Linked DNA regions of Mus musculus: region 2 is linked to region 1. A link is a contact called in public Hi-C data. All regions are on one chromosome and are shown on one strand. The core of a region is the stretch at or near the end of the contact, and the rest is flanking DNA. Distances in the headings are between cores, read along the strand shown.

What was found. A called contact is a pair of places that touch in the nucleus more often than the background predicts.
Region 2: a contact with region 1 is called in a Hi-C map of liver, with 4 times the contacts expected there. The contact joins two enhancer-like sites. A contact is called at or near these places in 2 of 39 promoter capture datasets (both in liver), 7 of 484 Hi-C or Micro-C datasets (cortical glia, cortical neurons and liver) and 2 of 115 datasets of contacts at active chromatin or transcription factors (CD8 T cells and liver).

The regions. Positions count from the first base shown.
Region 1 is chr3:52,525,954-52,531,397 of GRCm38.p6, reverse strand. The region is part of intron 1 of Gm30173 (predicted gene, 30173); the gene reads right to left. Among named protein-coding and RNA genes, the nearest start is that of Gm30173, 12 kb to the right of the region's middle. Within about 2 kb of position 2,052, at least 13 of the 459 cell types and tissues checked have an H3K27ac peak or open chromatin away from gene starts, as enhancers often do. A contact at or near this core is called in liver, where this site is marked.
Region 2 is chr3:52,620,411-52,625,854 of GRCm38.p6, reverse strand. No RefSeq gene overlaps it. Among named protein-coding and RNA genes, the nearest start is that of Gm30235, 27 kb to the left of the region's middle. Within about 2 kb of position 3,139, at least 5 of the 459 cell types and tissues checked have an H3K27ac peak or open chromatin away from gene starts, as enhancers often do. A contact at or near this core is called in liver, where this site is marked.

The sequences.
Region 1 (5,444 bases), core at 803-3,302:
GAGATAAAATATGTGAAATACCCAACATAAAAGTTCTGGGAATAGTGACAATGGTGGAGACTATCATTTTAAGGAGAAATCCTTTCTGTGCATATCCAGGCTTTAGATCTTAAGTCCTCCACCATTCAAAGGAGCCCTAAAAGTTCACCAGAATAGTTAAACTGAAGCTATGTCCAATCTCTTTTTCTATGCCAGGCAGTCTCTGCACAAGACAATGGACTGAGTCTGACAGAAACATTCATGACAGATTCCAGGCCAGAGAGGGGGCAGTAGTGCAAGGCAGAGAGGCAGAAGTGCCACCTAAGCTTCATAATCAAATGGCCTGGGGGTGAGGGGACAATATAGCCATTGCTGGTATCATGGAAGGAGAAGGTATTCTCTGGAATCAATGAGTGTGGCACCAGAGAATCTGAGCTTAATTATACCTTTGATAAATCATATTTTAAGGAAAATTGCAAGTGGCCATGCTCTGCACTGATAACCCTAGTCTAGTACAATTGATCCATAGGATACACTTGACCAAATCAATAAGCCACTGTCTAACTAAGGGATCAGGCTCTGCAGCAGTGCCTACCGAGCCATTCAAAGGCAGCAGGAAGAACAGCGAATGAACTGGGGCAGGTGGCCAGGCTGAGCCAGAAGCCCGGTGGCAGACTTTGAAAGGAAGTCAACAAGACTAACTTGGAAAATATCTCAGCTGATAAAGTGGTTGCTTTGCAAGCATACAGACATGAGATCAGACCCCCAGAATCCCCCAACACAAAAACGTCAGGAATGGTGCCACAAACCTGTGATTCCAGTGCGGAAGAGGTAGTGATGGCAGATAGGTCCCCAGGACTTGCTAACCAGCCAGCCTAGCCTCATGAGTGAGTGTCCAGCCAACAATAATATGGCAGATGGTGCTCCTAAGAAATGACATCCAAGTTGTTTTCTGGCTCTTCCATGTCCATGCAAACACGTGCACACGTGAACACATGCATAGATACATAAATTAAATTGAAACTCAAAATTTTTAAAAGGAAGTCGGTATGTGGTACATGGCCACCATACATATGGGCTATAAGAGATCCAGAAGGAGAAATGAAGCTAAAATAGAAGGAAATACTGTCTACCTAAGGGAGAGAGAAATTGGGCAGTCTGAGGAAAGGCAGAGAAAGAAGAGATGGAAAGAGAGACTGGATGACAGACACGGGAACCACCAAACCTCACTGAGGAGAAGGCAGACGTGTTGGCTGGTGTCTAGTCTTGAGTCTGGACACGGGGCTGCTAAGTATGAGAGATCTCCAAGAGGAGAGAATGTGGGCTGGGCCCATAGAGCCCAGACAGTCTGGAGGAGACAGGTCAAAGCTGTCAGATCTTTACTTCCAAAACTACCAATGTTTTCTTTCTGATGATTTTTTTTTAGCTTTGTTTTTGATTGACACATAGTAAAGTGCACATTTGGATGGTACTGAGATGTTTTGATGCCTCTGTACAATGTGTAGGGATAATGGAATGATCAGCATATGTATAATTTCAAATATTTTTCATTTTATTGTTCTAAGAACATTGCTGAAAACCCTCTCTTCTGTTTTGAAACATATGCCGCATTGAGTTACCTACAGTCACTCTGCTGTGTAGAAGAACCAAACATCCCTCCTATCTACTTGAAACGCTGTACCCATGATCGACCCACTTCTCCCATTTCCCGTCTCTCTTCTTCCCCACAACCTCTGGTCAACCACACTCTATCCTCAACTTCTATGACAAAAACATCTTTAGCATTGTTCTTAACATGAAGACAAAAGCGATCCGTGTCCCTGCTCATCATCCTGCTTTTCTTCCCCTGGGTCATCTAAGTTCTCTGGAAAGTGTCACACAGTTTGCACAGTAAGAAGAGGTGGAAGTGTTCCAGAGGTGCTCTGAGGGCACTCCGATAGGAGCTGGGACTCCCAGTCGAAAGACGTACAGAACTCAGAATATGTTGTTTAGTAGACAAGACATAGCTGATGTCACCCCACCCATGTGAGAAGGTCTTTGGGGAGAGTGTGTAAGGGGACTTAACCTTTGCCCCTGCCTTGGCTCCTGCCGTGATCTTGAGCAACTGACTTAACCTATTTGGACATCTGTTTATAAATTTGCAAACAGTGGAGGCTGAGTTGGATGTGATCCAAGCTTATTTGCAGCACTAACACGCTAAACTCTGCAGTTCTACCAACCCATGGTTATTTATACATCAGACTTTCTCAAAACACCCAAGAGGTATCAGCATTGTCGGGCATGTCAATAATATTTTATGTATTATATTACTATGAAGGGAATGGATTATTTATCTTCCCTTGGTACAATTTGTACTTTCCTACAATTCAACACGCACAGGAAAGCTCTCCTCCTCTCAACTCACAAAGCACTTGATGCCTCTTAGTGTTCTCAGCACATTCTGCTATAACCATAGTATGGTTATTCATAAAAATGCCACATTGTCCAGAACTGGTACTGAAGATGTGCTTGTTTATGTCCTCAACCTACAGTCGAAGAAAATGGGAAACACGAGAGGAGCTTTTTTTATAGGGCTCTCATCCTGTGCTTCGCCAACGCTCCAACTTTCCAACTTTTAATAAGTGAGCCCAGTTCATGGCCAAAGACCCCAGTGGTAATTTCTAGAGTATCTGGGAGTCATGGGACACAAACAAGGAAGGCAGCTGCTGGGAGTATCAGAAGACAAGGGACAGCAGAAGCTCCTACCCAGGCGCTGGCTCTAGGTTTGAGATGACATCTAGTTATGGAAAATGGAACAGGACGCTGAGCCAAAGGAATGATGTCAAATGTCAAGCATTTTTTTTTCAGCTGAAAAATAAAGGAGAAAGAGAGAGGCACAGACAGACCGACAGACAGACAGACAAAAAGAGAGGAGAGAGGCTGGGGGGCTCTATCACCTATTCAATCAAGGAACTATTCCCTAAACTGTACTTTCTTGTCAGTTGTATTTTCTAATCAATCATCCTGCAAGACATGTTAAGCAAGGACTCAGTGTTATTTCGTCAAGTTTCCATGGCCTTATAACATTGGGGGCGCCTCTTGGAGCGCCTGTTCTCTGTTGCTTTTTTTCCCTCAATTCCCCAAAGCAGAGGGGCTCCCTCCTTCAGCCAATTCTCCTGCCAATGCCCCAGGTCTCTATTAATAGTCAACTTCCTATTGACACCATGTCCTAACCCTGGCACATGGCTGCTCTATCTTCTGGCTTCACTCTCCTACAACACCTCTAAGGGACAATGGCTTCCTTTGTCACCAGTGATCCCTGAGATTGCTGGGGTCAAGAGCCTTTGACTCCTTTCTCATCCTGCTACTTAGGCCACTTCCGGCTCCTCCCCTCCTCACCCCTCACCCTAACCCATCTCAGCAATCCTCTATAGGGTTGCTCACGTCCCAGAGACCCTTCTTCCACAGTTGACGACTATCCTAGAAGCATGCACAGATGAGAGACATTGACCCAAGACCATCTTGGTCACACAGTGGGTGCCAGAACAGTGGCTAATTGCTTGCCCAGCACTTCCCTGAGGGACAGATAGACAGACAACCACATGGTCCAGAGCTACTTGCTATTGGCTGAAAAAAGAAAAAAAAAAAAAAAAAACAAAAAACAAAAAAAAAACAAAAAAATATAGTTAACTCTCTTGGCATAGTAGTAAAATGGGAGGCTGTTGAGGGCTCAGAGGTCTGTGGGTGGTGCCAAGAAGCCTGTGTAGCGCAGTCCCAGGATGCTGAAAGAAGCTAAAGAGGCCAGCCTTCCAGGAGAGAAAAACCAAGTCAATATCACCAGGCTGCTAATGCCTCCAGCTCTCGCAGTGACAGGAACAGGATGTTCCAGGGTGGCTGCACCCTGGAGCCAGTCTCTATCAATCATAGCTTGGAACATCCAGCTTCAGGCTGCAACTAGCTCCTGAGAGGGCTCTCTTTCACCTCCTTGCTAAGCTTTTGTTTTGCTACCAAATTCTTATTGACACTCCGGAAACGAGAATCGTTTTAGGTTTCATCATTAGAGTGGCTTGGTGTACCACGCATCGGCAAGACAGCTGGGACGACCCAGGACTTCGACCGCCCCCCCCCCCAGACACCCCACCCCCAACCCCCGTTGGCTGTTGTTTATTCATCCTTCTCGATGACTGGCATGAGTTCAGGTTGTCACACAGGTCTTCTCCAGAACATCTGGCCAGTTGTTTATCTTCCCAGCTTTGTGACAGTTGGCAGTCACCCATCTTTGGCTCCCTTTGACCTCCCACAAGAAGTCCAACCTTTAACTGGGTGTTTAACTTCGGTGCTGTGGAAATCAACTTGAAAGGAACTTACGTGACTGCCCTGCCTTTTGTCACCTGTCCCTTCTTAGGCAGTGCATATCTGCTCTTGCCCTATCTGTGTTCTCTCCCACATCAAGTTTTCCAAGGATCACCATAAGGATCGACCACATAAGTAATATCCCAACAGGATTTCTCCCACAGATTAGGAGTCTTTTCCTCGGTTTACATTTCAGCAAAGATAGACCCAATTTCCAAACTAACCTTCTGGGCTGACAATGAAGATTCACCATGGACTTCTCACAGACCCACCCACTCTTTTCTCTACCCCACTCCCTAACCTCTCTAGTTTACCTTTTCTATAAAGTCATACTTGCCTTCTAAGTGGCAGTACAGTGTTTTCGGGAAGCTTCTGTGATTTGATGCGGTCTTCTCTCTGCCCTGTATCCTTCTTCTTTGGTTCCATTCAGCTGCTTCTGGTATCCACCTTATTCCTAATCTCACCCTCCCTGAGATACACACAGTGACGGGAGTCGGGGAAAGGGTGATGATGGTGATGGTGATGATAATGATGATGGTGATGGCAATGAGCTAACATCTGTTACTCGTTAACAAGACACTTTATGCAGAAGATTCACCAGGTCTTCCAGCTGCCACGTCTTTTAGGTTCTCCAAGCTTTTACCCAAGATAATCACTACAGATCACTAAGAGAGCTTAAACGGCCAATCTGGTTGATGCCGGTGTATTTACCTGCTCTTTGTGGTCTTCATTCCTTTATCTGCAACTCCCCTGTATCTATGATCATAATTCTGGACCCTGACACATTTGACTTTGCTTTTAAATCAAAAGGTACTATTTCATTTTTAAAACTCCATGGTTTTGTGACAATCTCTGGATTTTCAGTGGTGAATCAAGAGAACGGTTTGGGATAAGGATGATGCAGGTGTTTAAGTCTTGCCTCCACAAATTACGCTCCCCTACTTAACGAAGGACTGACATTCCAATAGGTTCATAGCGAGTGGAAAACATCATTAAGTCACAAATGCACTTGGGATACCTAGTGCACCAAATGCCCCTGCTTACCACACAGCACACTGGAGTGTCAGCGTCTCTCTTCCTCATGATGCCAGGGCTTACTGGGGTCTGAGGTTCATTGCCTCTACCCAGCATCT
Region 2 (5,444 bases), core at 1,890-4,389, 93 kb before region 1:
ACAAGGAGAGAGTGGGTCTGAAGGCAGAGGGAGAAACCCAGTGCGGTCAACCAGAAAGCCAGGCTGAAGGCAACTCAATGACCTTCACCATGTGGCCTCCAAAGTCTCTTTGAAGGCCAACTTCCCTACCTGTCAGAGTGTGAACACCTGGAGAACGGAGCATGGGGAATTTATAAGAGGCACACACCATTCCTACTCACGTTTCTATGGCTGGTACATGAAAGGCACACTGGGAATATCATCTGGCTGTGTCTAGAGACAGGACGATGGTGGGCTGAGCCACAGCCCAGCCCCAACCATGCTGGGCATCCTTTCTAACCTCACATTAGTACAATGGGCTTTTGTCTTCCTACTCAAGGACCTTTCCCCTCTGCTGTGAGTTTCTTTTTTTTTCCACTTCTTTGAGGCTAATTCTTTATTATTTCCCTCTTTTTGTTTCTGTATTTTAAGCCTCTTTCTTCCTCATAGTTTGGACTCTGTCCTCAAACTACATCTTTCACTTCCTAAAGCCACCAGCAAAGCCCACATTCCCAGCCCCAGCATCCTCTTTCTTAAGCCCTATGAGAACTGACATTGGGAGCCTCCCTCTCCCCCTCCCTGGTTTCCCCTCTCCCATCTTTAGTGATGAGTCTCTCTGCTAGCGCCATACAACCTTCCTTCCCTTCCTCTAGGAATAGTTTTCCAGTCTTCCTTGTTGGGCCTCTGTTTTCTTCTGCTGCATACACCCAGGTTCTGTCTCTTGCTTTTCTTGACATGTTATATGGACTTTGTCTACATACATCAGCTATTATTTATAGTCATATAACTTGTGAATCTATATTTCGAGCTAGAAATCCCTGCTATCATATCTAAATCCAGGACAATTTCACTGAGTTGTCTTTAATTATTTATGTATTACTTTGTTCCATAAAACTCTGAGTTTGGTCATAATGTATCTATTTATGATATATTTAAACATCAGTGAGAAAGCCTGGGTAGGAAGATCATTGGATCAGAGGAAGTTTACATAGCTCTGTATCCCCAGGCATCTTCTCATACTTAAGAGGAATGTGCTCATTGCCATAGTCACCAAATCCATTAGATGAAAACAAACCAGACCTCCAGAGAAGGTCTTTCACTCCTTTAGGGTCTTAGAGTGGTTTCTCATGTTGGAACTTACCTGTGTGATAGTTTGGAGGGAGTCCCTGACTCCTTCTCTACCTTAGAATCAACAACAGCTTCCACATGTCTGTGACTTACAGTTGTCTATCAAGCATACCCCAATGCCTAACGCAATGAAACGTATGTGTCAGAGTCCAGAACAACTCGAGCAGGTGACAATGGCCTGAGTCAATACAAGCAAAGACTTGGATGGGTAAATCAATCTGTTTGCTGCAAATTGTTCAGATAAACTAGCTTCTGATAGATTCTATCCAGTCCTTCACAGGACTGGATAGAATATTTCCAGATTTCAGTATCTGGCCACAGCCTAAGAGGTAAACAATGGAATACAGTTGTGGCCCAGATGCCTAAGTCTTGCATAGAACCAGGGTATTGTACTCTTAGCAAGAATGTAGAAACTTAGACTGGGGAGAGGGCTCAGTGGGTAAAACACTTGCTGCAAAGGTGTAGGGTTGAGAACTCAGATTCCCAGTGCCCCAGTATAAGCTGTGTGTAGTGGCACACATCTGTAACCTCAGAGCTGAGGGGTAGAATCAGGCAGATCCTAGGGCTCGCTGGTCAGCCACAACTGTAATCTCCAAGCTCAGTCGGGGACGCTGCCTCAAAGCATCAGGTGGAGAAACAACTGAAGAAGACTGGTGTCAACCTTCTGGCCTTCACAGGTGCTTGCACAGGAGAGAACATACATGTACACATGTGCACGCAAACATACACCAGACATGGAGGAGAGAGAAAGAGACGGACACAGAGACAGAGACACAGAGATAGAAAGACCAGGGGTGGGAAGGAGATTAACAAATACAATCTCAAAGAGGTATACTCTGGCATTTCGAATGGAACCTGCTTGAAACTTCACCATCTTTCTCCTGTGCCCTCACAGGCTCCTGTGCCCTTACAGACTCCTGTGATCTAAGCTATCAACTAAGGAAGAGTATGCTTAACAAGTATGTGACTGGAAACTTCTGTCTGAAAGTATGTAGGCAAAACCCACAACTCCTGAACATTAAAAAAAAAAAAAGTGAATAAAATGAACAACAGATTTGAAAAGACAAATCACACACAGCCACCCCAATACCCTTTAGAGTGTTCTCTGGCAAACGCTAGGTCAAGAAAGGACTTGTGGCAAGCGACAAGAGGTCTGAAGTTCATCCAGAAGTCAGCTTTCACTTTGAGGAAGGTCACTCGGATGTTACATAAAACAAGAAATGCTCCCAATCCAGATATCTGGAAAACCTGAATCAATTCATCAGGAGTCTTTGATGCTGGGTGCTTCCGCAGGACACGGGGGGGGGGGGGGGAGCGGGGCAAGATGCTGATGGAACTCATTATTGGAGGAATATTGCAGCGAGCAAAGAATCTTTTCATGACCGCTGTCTGTGACCTCCCACTCGGGGTACCAATCACCCATCTTTAAGGTCGTTCTCAAGTTCGCCTGTCTCTGCTACCCGGTATCCCCAATGCTTCTTTGTCAGTTCCTAATATGGTTCTGGGCCTCCGGGCTAGCCCACTCTGAGCCTTCTCCTGCTGTACGGAGTCTCTCTGGTGTAACGGCCATCATTTTCCTTCCTGGTTAAAATCTTCCCATAGTTCCTCAGAGGTTCACATTCAGATTCCTTAGTGTGCCAGCCAAGGCCCTTTCTACCAGACACACGCCATCTTCCAGATTTGAAATGCTACCTCTGCTTGTCAGTTGGACTCTTCTTTGGCATCCTTGGCCTTCCTGGGAGACCATCACCTTCGCCACGTCCTCCCTACCGATGCGCTCTGTCTGTAACCCCACCCTCTAGGCAGTCCGGCTTCCCTAGCACCGGTCCAGGGATGAGTTCCACAGGGGTACTCTCCTTGGTACATCTCTGACTGCAGCACCTGACGCTACTGTAACTGCCAAGTGTATTTGTTCATGTCCCTGGACACTAGAACAGGAGCACCCGGGGTCAGACTGGCAAGTGTGCTTGTCCATGTCCCTGGGCATCAGAACAAGAGCACCCGGGGTCAGGCTTTGCCCTTTGCCCCACTCATTTCGGTGTCCCACACACCACAGATCCCAGCAGTGATATTCCAGCCTGGTGTTCGCTCAGTTTTCACCTAAAATCCATTCCCGAGGCCAATTTCCTAGACAATTTCCTGGCTTGTCTCCCAATCCTACCACTTTCCCTCCTTTTTCTTACCTCGTTTTCATGATCGAGTCGCATAGCCATGTAGTTTCTTCTTCACTTTGAGTCTCTCTAGGAGGGAAGGTCGACAACCATTCTGCCTGAACTGACACAGAGCTGATGCTCTGGAAATAGGTGGCAAACCAAAGGATGGATGAAAGGTAATATATGAATCTATGGTAGCACATGGCAGAGGCAGAAGAGGAAAACAACATAAATGTGTATGTATCAGGTGAAATTAATTTTTAAAAAAAATTACCCCAAAGTACCCCATCTGGAAAGAAAAGACCCATAAACAGGGAGAGAAGTTCTTTCCACGTGTCCTGTGGCTTCATGCAGTTTACTACAGACAATCGCACCATGCCAAGTGTGTCAACTGAAAGTCGAGGTGAGAGCTATGAGGTGCTTTCCTTTCTGGCTCCCCAGCAGAATTTAAATACCACCGTTAGCTATTCACAACAGTAGGTTTCTCTTACAATAATATAGTGCTAAGAACACGGTTTAAAACAAGCATGTGAAAATTCAATCTAGAAATTGTTTACCAAGTTCCACTTCCTCTCGAGAACTCATCGCTGGAAGTTGATTTAATTTGTAAAATAACGTGTATTTATTCTTTAGCAACTTCACACATGTGTATAACATATTTTGGTCACATTCACTACCATCCCATTATCCTTTCTTAGCCCCCCTCCTATTCCTGCTGAACTCTTCTTCACAAATTTTCCTCCTATTTTTTTTTTTTGTGTGTCATTAAAGATTTGTTTTTAAAATTTTTTTAAGTGCTTGTATAAGACAGACTGAGGATACCCTCAGGGGTCAGAGGTGTCAGAACCCTAGAGCTGGAGTTTGGGGTGGTTTTGAACCACCACACATAGGTCTGGGAACTGATCTTGGGTCTTCTCCTAGAGAAGTATGTGCTACTAACCACTGAATCATCCCTCCAGCCTCTCGTGTCTTTTGTATGTGAGAGACAGAAACCCACTGAGCTCAGGGTTCATCCTATGGCCTTGGGTGATGGAGGGTTATTTAATGGAATATGGGCAACTTAACGTAGGGTACAATGCTGAAGAAAATTACTCCATTAGCTACCAATAGTTCCTCATGGGGGGAAGGGAGGCCTCGTGAACCCCACCCCCATTGCTGATGGGCTCGATGTTGTGCACATCTTATGCAGATAGCCACAGGTAATTGAGGTCCAGACCACAGCAACTGAGCCACGCCCAGAGGACAGCACTTCACAGCACTGGTCCCAGCCTTCAGCTCTTTCTTTCTGCCACCTCATCTGTGATAATCCCTGGGCTATGGAAGAAAGAGTACAGATGTCCTATTGAGGGCTGAGCACTCCAGTCACTTATCCTCAGGGCTTTGGCCAGTGATGGGTCTCTCATGATGACGAGTGAGTCTTGTACAGACACGGCGCTTTACGAACGAGTTCACTCAGACAGAACAAGATGGAGTTCCTCGTGTCTGCTCAGTGCTGTGCTCCACCCATCCCTCCAGCTCTTTATCTCAAAGCTTTCTATTATAGGCATTGATTTTTCACAGCACTCCTGCTAAGAAGACTCTATTACCTCCATTAAAATACAGAGTAAACCGAGAAGGCAAATTAAGTGACTTGCCAAGGCAAGAAATTAGCGGCTTCACTGGGTTCAAACAAAACCACTCATATTTCTGAGGCCTCTTGGTCAACTAGACACTAAGATTTCTCCGCTCTGTATATTAGGAAAGGGCCCAGGCTTCTAAGTGAGTACAACCTAGCCAGGTTCGAGCCCTCGCTCTACAATTTCCCGAGCAAGCTATTCCACTTCATTAAGTGCTTGCAATTTGGTGGTAATAAGAACACTTGTTTCATAAAATTGCTGAGAGGATTAAACATGATCACGTAAACGGGGTGGTTTCAAGGAATCTCATTATACACCTGGAAGGCTATATCCCTCACCTAGCCCCCTCTCCTCATAAGCGTTTCCTCGTTGCATCAGAAAATAAGAAGACACACCTGCAGCTGTGTGTTTAGCTTTACAGGATGACACACATACTCACAGATAAAGTCAGCTGTGGGAATATTATGACAGCTGAAAACATCCCTAGAAAAGCGGCTCATCAGTAATTATCCAATTCATTCACCCATCA